Linked DNA regions of Mus musculus: region 2 is linked to region 1. The links are chromatin contacts, called in public HiChIP or PLAC-seq maps. All regions are on one chromosome and are shown on one strand. Each heading gives the region's core, a stretch centred on a gene start, on an enhancer-like site or on the middle of the called end of the contact. The rest is flanking DNA. Distances are from core to core; before and after follow the strand shown.

Region 1 (3,562 bases), core at 712-3,211:
ACCTTTGTAGACTCTCCCCCTCAGTCTCTTTTCCTCTTTCTTTCTTCCTTCCCTCCCTCCCTCCTCTTTTCTTTTCTTTTCTTTTCTTTTCTTTTTTCTTTTCTTTTCTTTTTCCTTTTCTTTTCTTCTTTCTTTCTTTCTTTCTTTCTTTCTTTCTTTCTTTCTTCCTTTCTTCCTTTCTTCCTTTCTACCTAAGGATTTATTGTTCTGCCAGCTACCCTGCCAGGATAACATGTAGCATTATCCAGTTAATGTAACTCAAGTGTTATTGAGGCACCTGTGAGATTACTAGCCACACTCCAGTTTCTGGGTGCTCCACCATAACTGTTACCCCAATAGCTCTACTCAACTGGTAGAGCAGAGGATTGTAGTATTCTTAATTCTAAATGCTTCGCAGAGATCCATCAAATCACTTTTAAACATGATGAGCACCTGATAAAGAATGAATATGGTGAGATATCAACTGACCACAATGACACCCAGTGACTTCACCTGCAAGTGAATGCATTCTCAGAGAACAGGTGCCCTGAAAGACAATACATCTTCTTGGTGTGCTTAGACAGAACTAACTAACTTAATTGTCTTAAAATGTCATTTAATACTGTATCTCTTGGCCTAATTGTCTAAGAGCCTTTGAAACTTACTGTATAACAAAGTACTTTCTATTATTTATATGTCAAAAGAAGAAAAATGAATAATCTCCTTAGAAACTGGCCAACTATGAATGACAACAAAGAAACTCATGTGTTGCAATGTCTTCTTGCCACCATTTGTGGCCACAGTCACAGATTCCTGCAGTTATCACGACTGCCCAACAAGAAGAATTTTAGAACTTGACTCAGTTAAATGCAAATACTTACAACTACTAACCTTAAACTGAACTCTGATAAGTGCCTACCTGTGATCTGTGGGTAGAATAATGAATATGATAGAGAAAACAGCTTGCATCACCGGATAATGCATGCTTTTGCTATGTACACTTCATATGAAATAGTACTGCTAATAAAACTTTATATATACTTATTTCCACAAGACATTAGCCATTACCTAATAAACCTCTATTCTTGCAAACATTAAATACAGAAAAGAACTTGGTTGTTAATTAAACACTGGGAAAAACAGGCCTATTATAGCTTCTTGTATAATCACTTGCCATTTGCAAAACTACGTATCAAACTCGTTTGGCCCTTCCCAGGAGAGGTACTTAGGGGAGTTCAAACATTTTCTTTTTTCATTTTATACAGGATTAAGCAGAGTTTAGCCCAACTCAAAGGAAAAATTCTTTAGGAAACCAAGGGCTGAGAGCATTCCTTATTCAAAAGTGAAATTCCATTGTCAGGGAAATCACTAATACCAACTATCAAGGGGAAATGTCTCATTCCTGTTGCAGGATCAGCTAAAATGAACTGCTTCTCTAGTTGCTAGGAAACAACCACTCATTATATGCCATTATCAGAGCCCTAGAGAGAAAAAACCTGGCATCTGCTCCACATTTGGGATATGAGAGACTGAACTAAAACCTCTGAAACTACTGCCAAAATCCCCAGTTCCGAGTGTGTGCTGTGCCGAGGCGGGTGTCCCCTTCTCCCAGACTTGGAAGTTTTCCCTTCTCCACTTCTTTCTCTAAGCACTATGATTATTTTTTTCCCAATATCCTATATTTCCAAACTTAAAGATTCTAAGAAAAAAAAAAAAACTTCCTCAGGAATCCTAACGGAGAAATTAAAAACCAGTTGTAATTCATGGAGTAGAAGACACTAAATTGTTCTACCTTTAAAGATTAAGATCAAAACAGAAAATAGAAAACACATTATCTCAAACATGAGGAGAATAAGAAGAAACAGTAATAAATTCAGTACTAATACATTCCAGCATTTCTCAGCCTGGTTTTCTGCTTTTATATCCTGACATACTTTTCTGCAGTGCATCACAGAATGCACTCCTGTTGGGTTGTAGGCAGGGTGGGTGGGGGGAGGGGGTTGCAGCTGGGAGCACAGAGAGGCCTTCCACAGGAGATTAAGCTGCCACTCTGTAGGCAAAGGCCTTCTTCATGGCTCCCCAAGGTGGATCTTGGTGAAAAAGAAGCAGTCCATGGTTCTAAACAGCTTATTGTCATGACGGAAAGTGGATGTGTAAAACCATGGCCCCTTTCTCAGGGTGGGCCTGAGATGAAATACCTTTGGCAGGAAGGAATGTCTGGAAAGGGAAGCTGACTGACTAAGCCCTCTGGGCCTCTAGATACCTCATTAGCATGAAGAACTCTATTTTGGGACAAGTCTCTTTTATGTGAGAAGCATGGCATGTGTTCCAAGTCAGGAGTCTGGCAGGGAGCTGGGAGTTACCTCAGCCTCAGGCATGTGCCCACCTAGTCTCTGGGTCTTGACCTGCTCTACCTTATCAAACTTCCTGCCATGGTTTTACGTCCTACACAGTCCCAAACACACCCCATATTTACTCACCAATCTTCTCCCTTCCTTTTAACACATGAGGTTCCAAGAAGACCAGGTGAAAACATACAGATATTTTACAAGAAATTGGCAAGTTGAAATCAATAAACTTCCAATCCTATCACTTCTGTATTCTGAGGATTAAGATATCCTCAGAAGCTAATGTAAATGGGTTAAAGTAGCTGCCAACTACTACATAGTGAAGGGTGTTTCACTATGTTAGAGTAATTCTTCCACCTCCCATTCATGGTCAGGGCATTGTAATGACTCCTTGCTGCATTCTGAACTCAATACTAACCAGTCCTTGGTATAATGTTGAATTTGCTCTCAAGGGACCTGCCTTACAGAAATGGCATGCCCAGCCTCTCCCAACTTCATTCTTGTTCCCATATTAACAGGGTCACTTCCTAGCAAAATATAGAAAAAAAAATACAGGAAGCTCATTTAAATACCAGATTCTTCTTTAAAGTGTGGACATGCCCTAAATTATCCCTTATATCTCTAGTACTCAACCTACCTGGATATCTCACAGTTTATCTAGCAACTTGGCTCCTACTCTACTGTGTGACACCTTGATCCTTGACTCTTTTCTCTGTGTATTAGATCTGACTTTCCTCACATAACTCCACTTTCAAATTCTATTTAATTCATATACTAAAATAACATTTTTTAAATAGTCTCAAATTTCTAATACCCTTACTTCTTCGAACACAACTAATTTACCTGGGACTCCGCACAAAGTTCCACATCACAGGAGAGTCTCAATTATTGAATCCCATCTGTTTTGCCCTGGCTCTAGATTCCTCCTGGCTATGTGTCTTGCACAAACAGAATTTAACTTCCTTGATTCTCTTCCAAATTGACTGGATATTTTCCCCTTTGGATTTTCTGCAGTGCTACTTCTAGCTCTAGATCCAGCACCAGATTTGTCCATAGAGTCTACGGCTTTACAGAGATACTATGGAGGGTCACAAATGCTTTGATGTTTAGCATCCTGGCTGCTACACTGGGACGGTGCCGTTCATCTCTTTATCTTCACTGATTCCTCTGGAAGAACCTAAAAGTATGTCCTCAGCACGACTGTGTTGGGGATTTGATTTGTGCTTACATGGGAA
Region 2 (3,562 bases), core at 327-2,826, 300 kb before region 1:
TGTGACCTTTTACTAAAATCTTCATTTTCAACACTTAAAATGTAGAAGGTTTAGATGTCTCCCTTTCTCAAATACAGAGGGAATAATGTTTGTTCTCTGACAACCCAACCCTATCAGAAAATTTAAGAAAGAAACAATTAGAAATTGCATCTTAGATTTAGCCCCACTCACCGGGAGCTTTCCTAGAAAGAGAGAACTTCTGTTTCCTCCACTTCCATTTGAGTTTTGACTTGCCCCTTCAAATATGTGCTATGGAATAATTTTGAAGTAAATAATTTCACCAGTTGAACTCTCCTTGCATGTAATTTAAGATGAATGCACCTAGAACTTAAACATGTCTTTACAGCAGATTTCTTTATGAGGAAAACACCCAAATGAGGACATATTCAAAGTTCATGATTGAACTGAAGTGACACAATGGTTCCCTGCTCTCCTTCTGTCTAAGACACTCAAGTGTCTTTACCCCGGCACCTCACTGTGTCTCCAAGATCAGTTAAGGCAGAGCAAATCACAACCTTACAGAAAACAGGGAAGAATGACAAAGGACTGTCATTCCGTGTTGGGACAGACCCTTCCAGGTGACCCTCAGAACGCCTCTGCACTGTGTACCTACCTGTACAGGTAGCACGCGGGCCAGGGCTTGGAAGATATGTACCTACAGAGGAAAGTGGATGCTGGAGGGAGAGGGAAGGAGCTGGTGGAAAAGAATTTCATACTTCCATACTTCCTTCGCTTTAATGTTAGTGAAAGCTTTTAAAATAATTAAATACACATAACCAGAATGTATCAATTTTTTAATTAGAGAAAAGAACAATAGCTTCAAGCAGACACCTAACAAAAGGACACACTGCAGACACTGGAGAACAGCTATCTGAGGTCTCCTCAGGAAGGCTGAAACGGCTGCAACAGCAGCTTCTTCGATCTTTTAATAATAATAATAATAATAATAATAATAATAATAATAATAATAATAAAAAGCAGTGTTTTCAAACTCCAGGTTTTGTAGCCCAAGAGCACACAGCTCTTCTGATTGGTATGCATTGCACTGCAACTGTACACTACACAGATTGTATCATTTCATCCTGTGTGTCACACATGTCACTAAAAAGCCTTAAACACATGCATTTCACCTGCGATAGATCACCCCGAGGAGGTCAGAGAACGAGGAGATTGCAGACTGCAAACTTTTCTAAGTACTTAAGAGTACTAAACATTGTGACATGCCTCGAGTTTTGTAGACATAAAGGACACAGACCATCAAATTCACAGCCTTATCTTGCTTTTGTCAAATTTTTGACAAGCAATTTTTATTCAGGAATGCTTGTTCACCAGCATAAAACTAAAAGGACATTTAAGTTTTCTTCACTGGACTCTGAAGGATTAAATCTATTTGTATAATTCGGTAATGTCTCAGAACCATTAGAGCATATCTAAGACATAAGTAACTAAGATGTACTGACTTAACCTAAGTAACGCCTTGCAAACTGTAGGCATTTTGTCCTGTGTACGCAGACTTGCCTGTCTCTTGGTTCCTTCCTTTCCTCCCATTTGTTGTTCTTTTTGCTCTCCCACCGTTCCTGCCTGACTGCTTTCACATTCTAAATGAATGCATTTACATTCTGTGTCAAGCAATAGGCCGAGTGTTAGGAAGCAAAGCTGAGGTGACTCAGGCCTGCTCTATATGTGTGTACACTGCGGAAGGGTAGACACACATGTAAACAAGTGAATCTGAATAAAACAGTGTTGTAAATACATTTGGATGAGAAATGGAATGGCATTTGTTGGGCATTTACCACATGCCAGATGCTCCTGGAGACAATTTAGGAGTAAGTACTGTGCACACAGCCCACATTTAGCCTTCACCTTTCTTGTGGAGAATTTTTTTTAACCCGTTTCTAAGCTAGAAGCATGAAGACAAAGTGAAGTGCTAAAATAATCCCACGGCACCTGAGACACAACCAGCAGAACGATTAGGACGCTACATTATAAACTTGGCTGGATCCACTGACTTGCCATTACCTGCTCTAGAATGGGATCCCAAGTCTTGGTTCACACTGCCAAAGCTCACTTTTAGGAAGTGAGGTCCTTCTAAGAAAGGAGATGATGAAGGCATCACCATGAGAGCCGATGCCTGTTTTTTAAATCTGAACTCTGAACTTCGGTTCTAAGTAGACAGCACCATCATCTTATAACTGGTGGAATTGGGATCTTATGGGCTGGGTGGGGCTGGACAACACTGGGCATTTTGTGATTTCAAAACTGAAGATCTAACTAAAAGTTAACAGAAAGGACAATTCATAAAACTTCCAAACATACTGTATAGTTTAACATTTTCTCTTTGTTAATAAAGATGGAAGTTTATGTGTCATTCCTTCCAACAAATATAAATTAATAACTATTATGCTCTGGGCTTGGGAATAGACACTACAGACACAATCCACCAATGACAGACTGCAAAGTAACTACTGAAGGACAGCAGAGCTTCTACGGTCTTGTGACCATAGTTAGCAAGCTATAGCATGGTCTTATATTCTTTTTTTTTTAAACATTTTTTAAAGATTTATTTATTATTTATTATATGTAAGTACACTGTAGCTGTCTTCAGACACTCCAGAAGGGGGAGTCAGATCTCATTACAGATGGTTGTGAGCCACCATGTGGTTGCTGGGATTTGAACTCAGGACCTTCGGAAGAGCAGTCGGGTGCTCTTACCTGCTGAGCCATCTCACCAGCCCTGGTCTTATATTCTGTACAAAGATTGTTTCAGCCAATACTTAAAATTACTGTGTCTGGTAGGTATGAATATTATCTTCATGGTCTGAACAAAAACACAGGATTGATACACATACAGTACTCATTCAATCTCACAAGTTTAGAGAGCTGCGTTACTGGACATGTTTGTAGTTCAGTGAGCGCATATTGCTGCTATGCCAGAATTACAGAGAACTGTGGAAGCTGGGAAGATCTAAAAGCAGATGACCCATTTAGCTCCTGCCTGTGCAGGGATACTTTCCAAAGGAGATAACACTTTGGATTTAGCTTGAAAGAAGAAATAGGGAATATTTACTTGGGGAAGAGAGGAAGGGTATTTTAGGCGCGTGCGCGCGCACGCACGCACACACACACACACACACACACACACACACACACACACACACTTATATGGCCTTGGAGTTATGAAAAGATGTGCAAGGTTAAAGAAAAATGAGTCAATAATCTACAGCTGAACAAGCAAGGTTTGCTCCAACTGGGAGTTTCTGCATTATTCCATAGGCTGCAGAAAACTAAGAAGTAAGCAGGATAAAAAGTGTGTGCGTGAGCACATGTGTGTGTGTTCACTGCAATGTAGAAAGCATACTGGCCTACATAGCTTTTATAGTCTAGGAGAGATCCAAGGAGCTAACCTGAGACTCCAGTCTGGAGATGATCAGGTGTTCGTTCAGGCTGGCTGTATTGTGTAGGATGATAAGAGTGTGAATAAAACAAGGCAATGGGGAAGATACATAGGTGCACATAAGCCATGTTATCCCACTAAACATTTTCATATGTAATACTGTACATA

Evidence for each region. HiChIP or PLAC-seq counts read pairs in DNA pulled down with a chosen protein or histone mark.
Region 2: an H3K27ac HiChIP or PLAC-seq map of epiblast stem cells shows a contact between it and region 1, with 5 times the contacts expected there. The contact joins two enhancer-like sites. A contact is called at or near these places in 1 of 15 datasets of contacts at CTCF or cohesin (the NIH/3T3 cell line) and 2 of 115 datasets of contacts at active chromatin or transcription factors (embryonic stem cells and epiblast stem cells).

The regions. Positions count from the first base shown.
Region 1 is chr12:52,185,045-52,188,606 of GRCm38.p6, reverse strand. All of the region lies in intron 6 of Nubpl (nucleotide binding protein-like), which reads right to left. Among named protein-coding and RNA genes, the nearest start is that of Nubpl, 89 kb to the right of the region's middle. Within about 2 kb of position 1,961, at least 68 of the 459 cell types and tissues checked have an H3K27ac peak or open chromatin away from gene starts, as enhancers often do. A contact at or near this core is called in epiblast stem cells, where this site is marked.
Region 2 is chr12:52,482,810-52,486,371 of GRCm38.p6, reverse strand. No RefSeq gene overlaps it. Among named protein-coding and RNA genes, the nearest start is that of Gm35135, 4.0 kb to the right of the region's middle. Within about 2 kb of position 1,576, at least 1 of the 459 cell types and tissues checked has an H3K27ac peak or open chromatin away from gene starts, as enhancers often do. A contact at or near this core is called in epiblast stem cells, where this site is marked.